Regions from separate parts of the Mus musculus genome. Here region 2 is linked to region 1. Evidence: chromatin contacts called from public HiChIP or PLAC-seq data. All regions are on one chromosome and are shown on one strand. Each heading gives the region's core, a stretch centred on a gene start, on an enhancer-like site or on the middle of the called end of the contact. The rest is flanking DNA. Distances are from core to core; before and after follow the strand shown.

Region 1 (3,626 bases), core at 681-3,180:
TTATTTAGAAGCCTTTTCAAAGGTGTTCAGGAAATGGGTCAGATAATTTATTGTAAGACTGATCTTAGAACATTGGTAAATAGTAGAACAAATTCTTGGTTAGTGACAGAAAAAGGGTTTTGACTGGATTGTGGAATATGCTTAATAAACAGCTACTAGAGCTCAAGTTTTCTGACTGTAAGATGGACGAGCAGGTCAAGGTGCTGGCTGTGCCCTGTGAGGATGTGATTCTATCTTCAGAAACAACATGGTGGATGGGGGAACTAGCCCAGCAGATTGTATTCTAACCCCACCCACACTCTTTATGTGTATGCATGCCTCCTCAACACACAGAAATAAATATAATGTAAAAAATTCCAGAGAGAGAGAGAGCAAGAACAAGAGAGGGAGAGAGAGAGAGAGAGAGAATGAATTCTGTTGCTTAGGGAAACAATGAACCCTGTAAACTAAGCCTTTGGGAAAGGTTCCAAAGGTCCGAGAATACAGCATACCAGTCCAGCTCATTCTTGCAGTAATTTCTCTTTGGGCAATGTTGCCCATTTCATGATCTATTGGAAGTGGGACTCCCAGGTCATCACCCTATAGCTGTAAGTTCAGGTGAATGAGATGGTACAGAACACACTGTTGCTCAATACAGGCTGCTGGGCTTTGGGAAAGAAAGATCACGACTTTCTGAATTAATCCTGCTCATTGCAATGTTGTTAACACAATTTGCTAGTAAGAAACCAGAATTCTTGACCTTACTTTGCAAGACTATGGCTCTGAAGGTGCAGAGCTCTTCTGGGGTCTCAGGGACAAGTACAAAAAAGACCCACAGTGTGCCTCTCAGTGTCCAAGGCACCACATTTCAGGGTTACTCCACTGTATAAAGATGCCTTGCATCTCTTTCTCTTGGGTATCCTCTTCCTCATGGGTATCCATTCTACACCCAAAAGGTGGGAGTTGCTTCCCTATGCTAATAGTAGCCAAACTTAATGATACAGCTACGTCCGGGAATAAGAAGAGGCAAGTCATGCCCACACATACCTGGCTGGGCCGGACGCTTCCCCATGCCATAGGTAGGCCTTGGGGAGGTTTGCAAGCTCCTGGGCAATCACACGCTGGGTATAGTCATCTTGCCACGTGAAACCTGTAGGGAAAGGAGTAAAACCTGAGGCATGAATTTGCAAATGTGGCTAAACTCTTACTCCAGACTCCTACAGGTCCCTGTTCTTCCAGAAAACCATGGGGGCCTTGTGAGGTTGAGTAAGATCTCCTTTATCTTTCTTAAATCTCCAGACACAAGTGATAGTCAGTGCTTTGCTCTGTTGCTTTAAAAATAGGTGCAACGGGTGTTGGCTGTGGCTGGGAGACAAAGGAAACAGAAACTGAGAGAGGCTTTTGTCTAACACAGAAGATGGACCTTGTCTACCTGGGTAGGTTCACCGGCAGCAAAGAGGCCCCCAACAACAACATGCATGTCGTTGCCCAGCCTACTTGCCATACTGCCTTGCTCGGCACACCCACTGTTGTGCTGACCTAGTTGCCATACCACATTGGAACAATGTTTTCCCTAACCCATCCTGCCTGAGAGCCCAGCGTTTGGCTGGATAGGGTTACACTCTTGTGAAGCAGTTACTGTGGATTTAATGTACTAAATCTCAGAGCCAATTACATTATATTTACACTCAAATGTTGTGACAAAGAGCTTTATAACAAGGGGAAGCAGTTATGAAGGCAAAAATCCATGCAATTGTGCATTAATTACATGCACTGTGGATCACATGATAATTATTCTCAGAATTACCAAATAACTCCCAAGAATAATTATTATGCAATTTGTACATTTTAGATCTTACGGTAACGCTTTCACACTTAGAGCTACCCCATGCAATTATCCATAATTATCTAATCACTAAGCATCACATAATTACAGAGGTATATTTTTATGCTCTGTGCAAAAAACAAGTTACAAAGCCTTCAAGTCAGGACAGCTCTGTGTATGTATGCGTTTGCATACATGTGACTGTGTATGTATATGTGTTCATATGTGATGATCATGCATATGAGTGTATATGTGTATGCATGGGAAGGTATATTTGTGTATGTGTGCATATTTGTGTGCACATATGAATGTGTGACTAGTATGGTAATAAAGCCTAGAGCATATACTCTGGATGAAATTTAAAGTATAGAGAAGTGGTTTTCATGAACATATTTAAACATTTTAATGCAAATATGAATTGTTAAAGCTTACAGATGGCAAGAATCAAATGGCTGGCACATCCTAAGTCCCCAGAGGCCCAATGGTGAAAATGCCAGGAGGACTCCGGTTTCAGCCCTAGGTCCTTCAGAGCATCTCTCTGTGGAAGGAAAGTCACTGCAGGGAATTTGGACCAATCTATGTAGCTTGCAATGCTTGGTAGTGAAGGCATCAGAAAAGCAGGTTCTTGGCCAGGCATGCTTCTGAGCCCCCCCTCTGTCCATTCCCAGGGGAATTCTCAATGGAAAGCACTTTGCAATATTAGCCCAACAGCTAGCATTTTGGGTTTAAAAAATACACATATTTTAAACATGCTATTCCCCAAGGACAGTCTTACGATTAATATTTATCAGGCAACAGAAACTTGAGACCATAAAGGAACTTTGCATGAAAAAAATGTCATTAAACATGGCATCTTCTGGGCTGGGGAGATGACTTTGTTGGTAAAGTGCACAGCTTGCATATTCAAGGGTCTGTTTGATCTACAGAACCCACATTTAAAAAGCTGAGCATGAGAGCACATGCTTGGAACCCCAGAATTAAGGAGGTGGAAACAGGGATTCTTGGGGCTCACTGGTCGGTCTAACAGTCAGGTTTTAGGCCAATGAGAGACTCCATCTTTAAAAACAGCAGAGGTTGCTCCTGAGAAACAGCACCAAAGGTTGTCCTCTGGCTTCCTATGCACACACATGCACAACATGGACACCTACACATACAGACCCGTAAGTCCATGCACACACTCTCAAGCACACATGTTTTGGGTCTAAAGAGCACACTACTTGGACACAGTACTGCATGTGCTGAGCTCTGTGGCAGGGCTTCAGGAGCATGATGGCCAGGGTGCAGTCAGCTACACAGGCAGTCTGAAAGGGATCCGGACTCCAGCCCAGACTTCTAAGCTTTCATTTGAGCAGAAAGTATTTATATATTGGAAAGAAAATTGACTTAGCATCACGCTGAACTACCAAAGAAACAAAGTACCCTAGAAGAAAGGACCCATCTGCTTAAAACTGAGAAGATGAACCATGTGCAGGAAAGTAGACTTAATGTCTCCTCTTCATTCATTGACAAACTCTAGCAGCCATAGATATGGAGGGCCAAGGGTGGAGAGAACAGGTAAAGAAGGAGCCTACAGCAAAGCTTCATGCCCTTTCTCCAAGTGACCAGATGTGGAGCTAAAGACACCAACCCATAAATGCCCTGGGTGCAGGCAAAAAAACTCCAGATACAACTACTTCTCTCATCCTATAAAGACCAAAGAGTATCAGACAGTGATGGGCTCTACAAGAAAGTACAGTCTTTCAACCCACCTTCCTGGCTGGGAATCCTAGGATTACTTCTGCCTACACCATGATGAAGTGTCTCCATACCAGCACTCAGTTTA
Region 2 (3,854 bases), core at 422-2,921, 430 kb before region 1:
TCTATCTATCTATCTATCCATCTATCTATCTATCTATCTACACATACATGAACCCTCACATGTCTAACATGAAGGTAGATGAAGAGGTATCTAGGGGAACAGGAAGGACTAATGGGGTGGGGAGACTAAAAGAGGGTAGGAGGGTGAGGGAGAATTTTCTCAGCATATAACATACAATATATATTTATCAAATATAAAACTTGAAAGTAAATACATTAGAAAAATAGAACCCAGCAGAGCAATGGCACACAGCATGTGTGGGCAGAATGGAACCCTGTGCTGTAGGGTGGGACAGCCATGGTGGCCCCTGACTCAGCCATCCCACTCCTAGATACATACTCAAAACAGTTCCAAACAGGGATTCCAGCAGATTGTGCACGTTACAAACTGACCAGTGCCTGTCAATAGATGAGCCAAACGTGGCCTGCTCTGTAACTGATTTAGGTTAGTCTGTTGAAGGGGAACATAAAAACACTGTGCTAAGGGGAAGTCAGCCAGGTGTATAAGGGTGAAGAGAGTAGGCTTCCCCAGGCATGAGATACTCAGGCCAGTCACAAATTGCACATCTTATAAAAGAGGGCACCCTGGAGGTCGTGACAATGGGTGGAGAGATGGTTGTTGAGGAGGAGCCTGGTGCCGCATAGCCAGTTATCCCATCCACACTGGCTGACCTCACAGCCCAGCAGTGTGTGCTAGTGTAAGCCTATTCTGATGCACGCTTGTGCAGGACATGGAGGTCGGAGAACCACGCTGGAAGGTACAGTTTCCACCCTGTCCAGAAGCACCTGCCTTGCTCTGTACTAGAGCTGCAGGGCCACGGCTCAGGGAGATCTGGCTGATGGTCTCTATTCAAAGCAGGTCTGTGCCTTGTGTGGAGGCCAAGGGACCCTTTCCTCTTCCAAACTCCTTCTAGGAATGTTGCCAAAGCCCTGCAGTCCTGCACTGTGTGCCTGTGTTGGCCCTGCCTGAGTGATCCTTAATGCCAGAGCTCTATGGGTCCGGGTGCTGTGGTGACTCAGCCATGGAAGCTTGGGCCTTTCCAACTTCATAAGGAAATAGGAAGAAGCCCCGAGTAAGGGGATGCTAAGGCTGAACAGAAACGCAGAAAGCACAAGGAACTTAGGCAGCAGCAGCAGCACGGGTGGAAACACACGCACGCGGGGCCCGGTGAGAGCCAAACACTTCAGCGGGAGAGGCCCATGCATCTCTTCCCAGTAGAAGATGCATTTGCTGCACCCAACAACATACATCTGTGATCTCCAGACCCTATTACCTATGTGCAGCTTGGCCCTTCCAGCGCGGGGGTCCATTTACTTTGATTTCCAAGTGCATCATTGTCTACTTGCTAACAAACCAGACAGCGCGGAAAGAACTTAAATTATTCCAGCTCTATTCTTCTAGCCCTTGTGCTAGGCCTGAGGACCTTAATCCCTGAAAGGCTGCGTGAATGAGAGCCGCTGGGTGCAGCTGGGCGCACAGGGCGGAGGACTCTGAGGACAGCGCCGCCGCTGCACAGGCCAGCTTTGCAAAGGCTTTTTTTTTTTTTTTTTTTTTTTTTTGCTGGTCCTGCAATTCATTTATTTTAAGAAAGGGAACTGGGAAGAAAGGCTACAGTCCAGGTCTTTGGGCCTCTGATCATTTGATGAACGCTGGGTTGGCAACATGGGCCTCCAGCTTCTCAGGCCAGACAAAGGCACCCCAGCCGCCCAGGACAAAACCCCAGCGGCCTCTAGGGGTGGCGGCCTGGGAAAGGCCCACCTCAGTCTGCGAGGAGCCGCCTGCCCTTTGATCTCTCTCGAGACCCCAGCCGGGCCCCAGGTCAGGGGATTTCACACTGCAGACCCCTGGGGAAGGGGAGCAGGTCAGTTTTGGTGATGGATCCTAGAGAACAGGGAGCCTGCTGGCTCCGACCAGTTCCACATGGATGATCTTGCATTGTGAGCACAGAGCCCGCACTTTAAATGGAATCTGATATTACATGGTAGAATGGACCTAGCAAATGGCAGGCCTGGGCCTACGGATGACAGTTAGCCCACCCCCTGGGCCTGACCAACTGACTGCCCTTGCTTCTTTCTCTAGGAGGTGAATGGAGTCACTAAAACTCCATGCCAGATCACGCCAACCCAGTGTTCCCCACTAAGGCCCAACGCTGGCTGGTACCTTAAGAGCTCACCCTGCTGTTTGCCATCTTTCTGTATGAAATGTTTGCCAAAGAGCTTTTTATAGCACCCTGCAAGCATAGCCATGAAAGAAAACATCTAGCTAAAATTGTCTGTATCATTCTGAGGGGATTTTGGTGTAACAAAAGGAAAATATTATGTTCATGAGAGCAAATACAGGATGGGCGATAAGAGAAAAAGTACGTGAGTCCTGTTGATTGCTACCCCCCGCACCAGGCATCAGCGACTGCACGTTCGCAAAGAGAAAAGATGTTTCCAAGGAGCCAGAGCAGCATTCATAGATAAGGAGAAAGAAGTTTGTAAGAAAAATGCTAAGGTTGTGTTAAGACGCTCTGCCAAACAACATCCCTAAAAGCTGTGAGCAAGCAACAGGGCCTTTGCTTTGTGCTTGGCTTTTGTCTTTGCATATTCCTGCAAGTAGCTTAGCGGGGGGGGGGGGGGGGGGGGGGGGGGCTCAGAGAGCAGCAGGGGAAGCCAGAGCCTGGGGGGTGGGGGGTGGGGAGTGGCTCAAGTGACTCCAGGGCAGCTTAGCAGGCTCAAGGGTTCACAGATGAGCAAGACTGTAACTGAGTTACTCAGATCTGTGCTTCGTAGACCTATAGAATGAATCAGTCAGGAGGGACAAGGTGAAGGCAGGCGGGCAGGAGCTGGGCCTTCCCAGCATCTCTGCCTGGGGTTCTCAGGGTGCAGGTCCCCAGGAGTGATGGAGCCTGCTCCTTTAACTTTATCCCTGGCTTCCTTTCCCTCAATGGTCTGAATTCCACAAGACAACTGCTTAGTCATTATAGATATAGAAAGTCTTATTGTGGGCCAAGTATCGGGTTGGAATGTTCAAAACCCAGCCCAGGAATGCCTGAAGTCCTCTTGAGGGACAGGTTCTAGTCTAGTCCTAGGACCCATATCCTAGGCCTGCAACCCATTTTGAGTCTTAAGGAGGGTGTTAAGAGGACTTGTGAGGGGTCAGGGTGTGGCTCAGAAGCACAGGGCTTACTTAGCCTGTGTGAGGCTGGGACACACACACACACACACACACACACACACACACACACACACACACTAGTGTATTAGAACCTGTTCTTAGGTGCCACCCCTCTAAACCAAGTCTGCATACTGGTGGTATTAGAACCTGTTGTGCCAAGAAGTCTGAATCACACCTTGCAAAACCAGTAAACAGCTGCAAGGATGTGCTGACCTACAACAGGGTTTGAAGGTTCAAGGCTGCCCTCTGGCCTCCTCACACTGCATCAAGCTGCCAGGGGCAGACCCTTATCGCAGACACACTATGGGTGCTGGTTCCACCTAAAATAAAGAACGAATCTCAAAAATAAGCACACTTGCCACAGACAGCCTCAACACCACTTGACTCAGGAAAGGGACAGCAATAGGCTAATTCTCTCCAAGGCCTCCTGTGGAGAGTGCTCCCCATGTTGCTATAGCAACACCATCCCTCTCTCACCTTTGGCCATCTTATTGAGAACCATGTCAATCAGGACGTAGGTTCCACTCCTGCCGGCGCCGTCACTGTCAACAGAAGGAGAGAGAGTGAAAGGCTGCCTACCCTTGTGTGAACAGGCTCAGCAAAGCCAGCAGCCAAGTCCTTCCTCATTCTCAAGTGGGGCTGGGAGAGGAAGGGAGACAGCATGTTAGAGGGAGAGAGGGCAAAGAACACACACA

The links. HiChIP or PLAC-seq counts read pairs in DNA pulled down with a chosen protein or histone mark.
Region 2: an H3K4me3 HiChIP or PLAC-seq map of embryonic basal ganglia shows a contact between it and region 1, with 2.8 times the contacts expected there. The contact joins two enhancer-like sites. A contact is called at or near these places in 3 of 39 promoter capture datasets (cranial neural crest, hippocampal neurons and stem cell-derived epiblast-like cells) and 1 of 115 datasets of contacts at active chromatin or transcription factors (embryonic basal ganglia).

Annotation. Positions count from the first base shown.
Region 1 is chr12:116,821,820-116,825,445 of GRCm38.p6, reverse strand. Ptprn2 (protein tyrosine phosphatase, receptor type, N polypeptide 2) reads right to left here. Exons shown (of 23, transcript NM_011215.2): 4 at 1,027-1,129. Among named protein-coding and RNA genes, the nearest start is that of Gm31336, 66 kb to the right of the region's middle. Within about 2 kb of position 1,930, at least 4 of the 459 cell types and tissues checked have an H3K27ac peak or open chromatin away from gene starts, as enhancers often do. A contact at or near this core is called in embryonic basal ganglia, where this site is marked.
Region 2 is chr12:117,255,393-117,259,246 of GRCm38.p6, reverse strand. Ptprn2 (protein tyrosine phosphatase, receptor type, N polypeptide 2) reads right to left here. Exons shown (of 23, transcript NM_011215.2): 21 at 3,637-3,701. The region is part of intron 2 of Gm5441 (predicted gene 5441); the gene reads left to right. Among named protein-coding and RNA genes, the nearest start is that of Mir153, 6.5 kb to the right of the region's middle. Within about 2 kb of position 1,671, at least 71 of the 459 cell types and tissues checked have an H3K27ac peak or open chromatin away from gene starts, as enhancers often do. A contact at or near this core is called in embryonic basal ganglia, where this site is marked.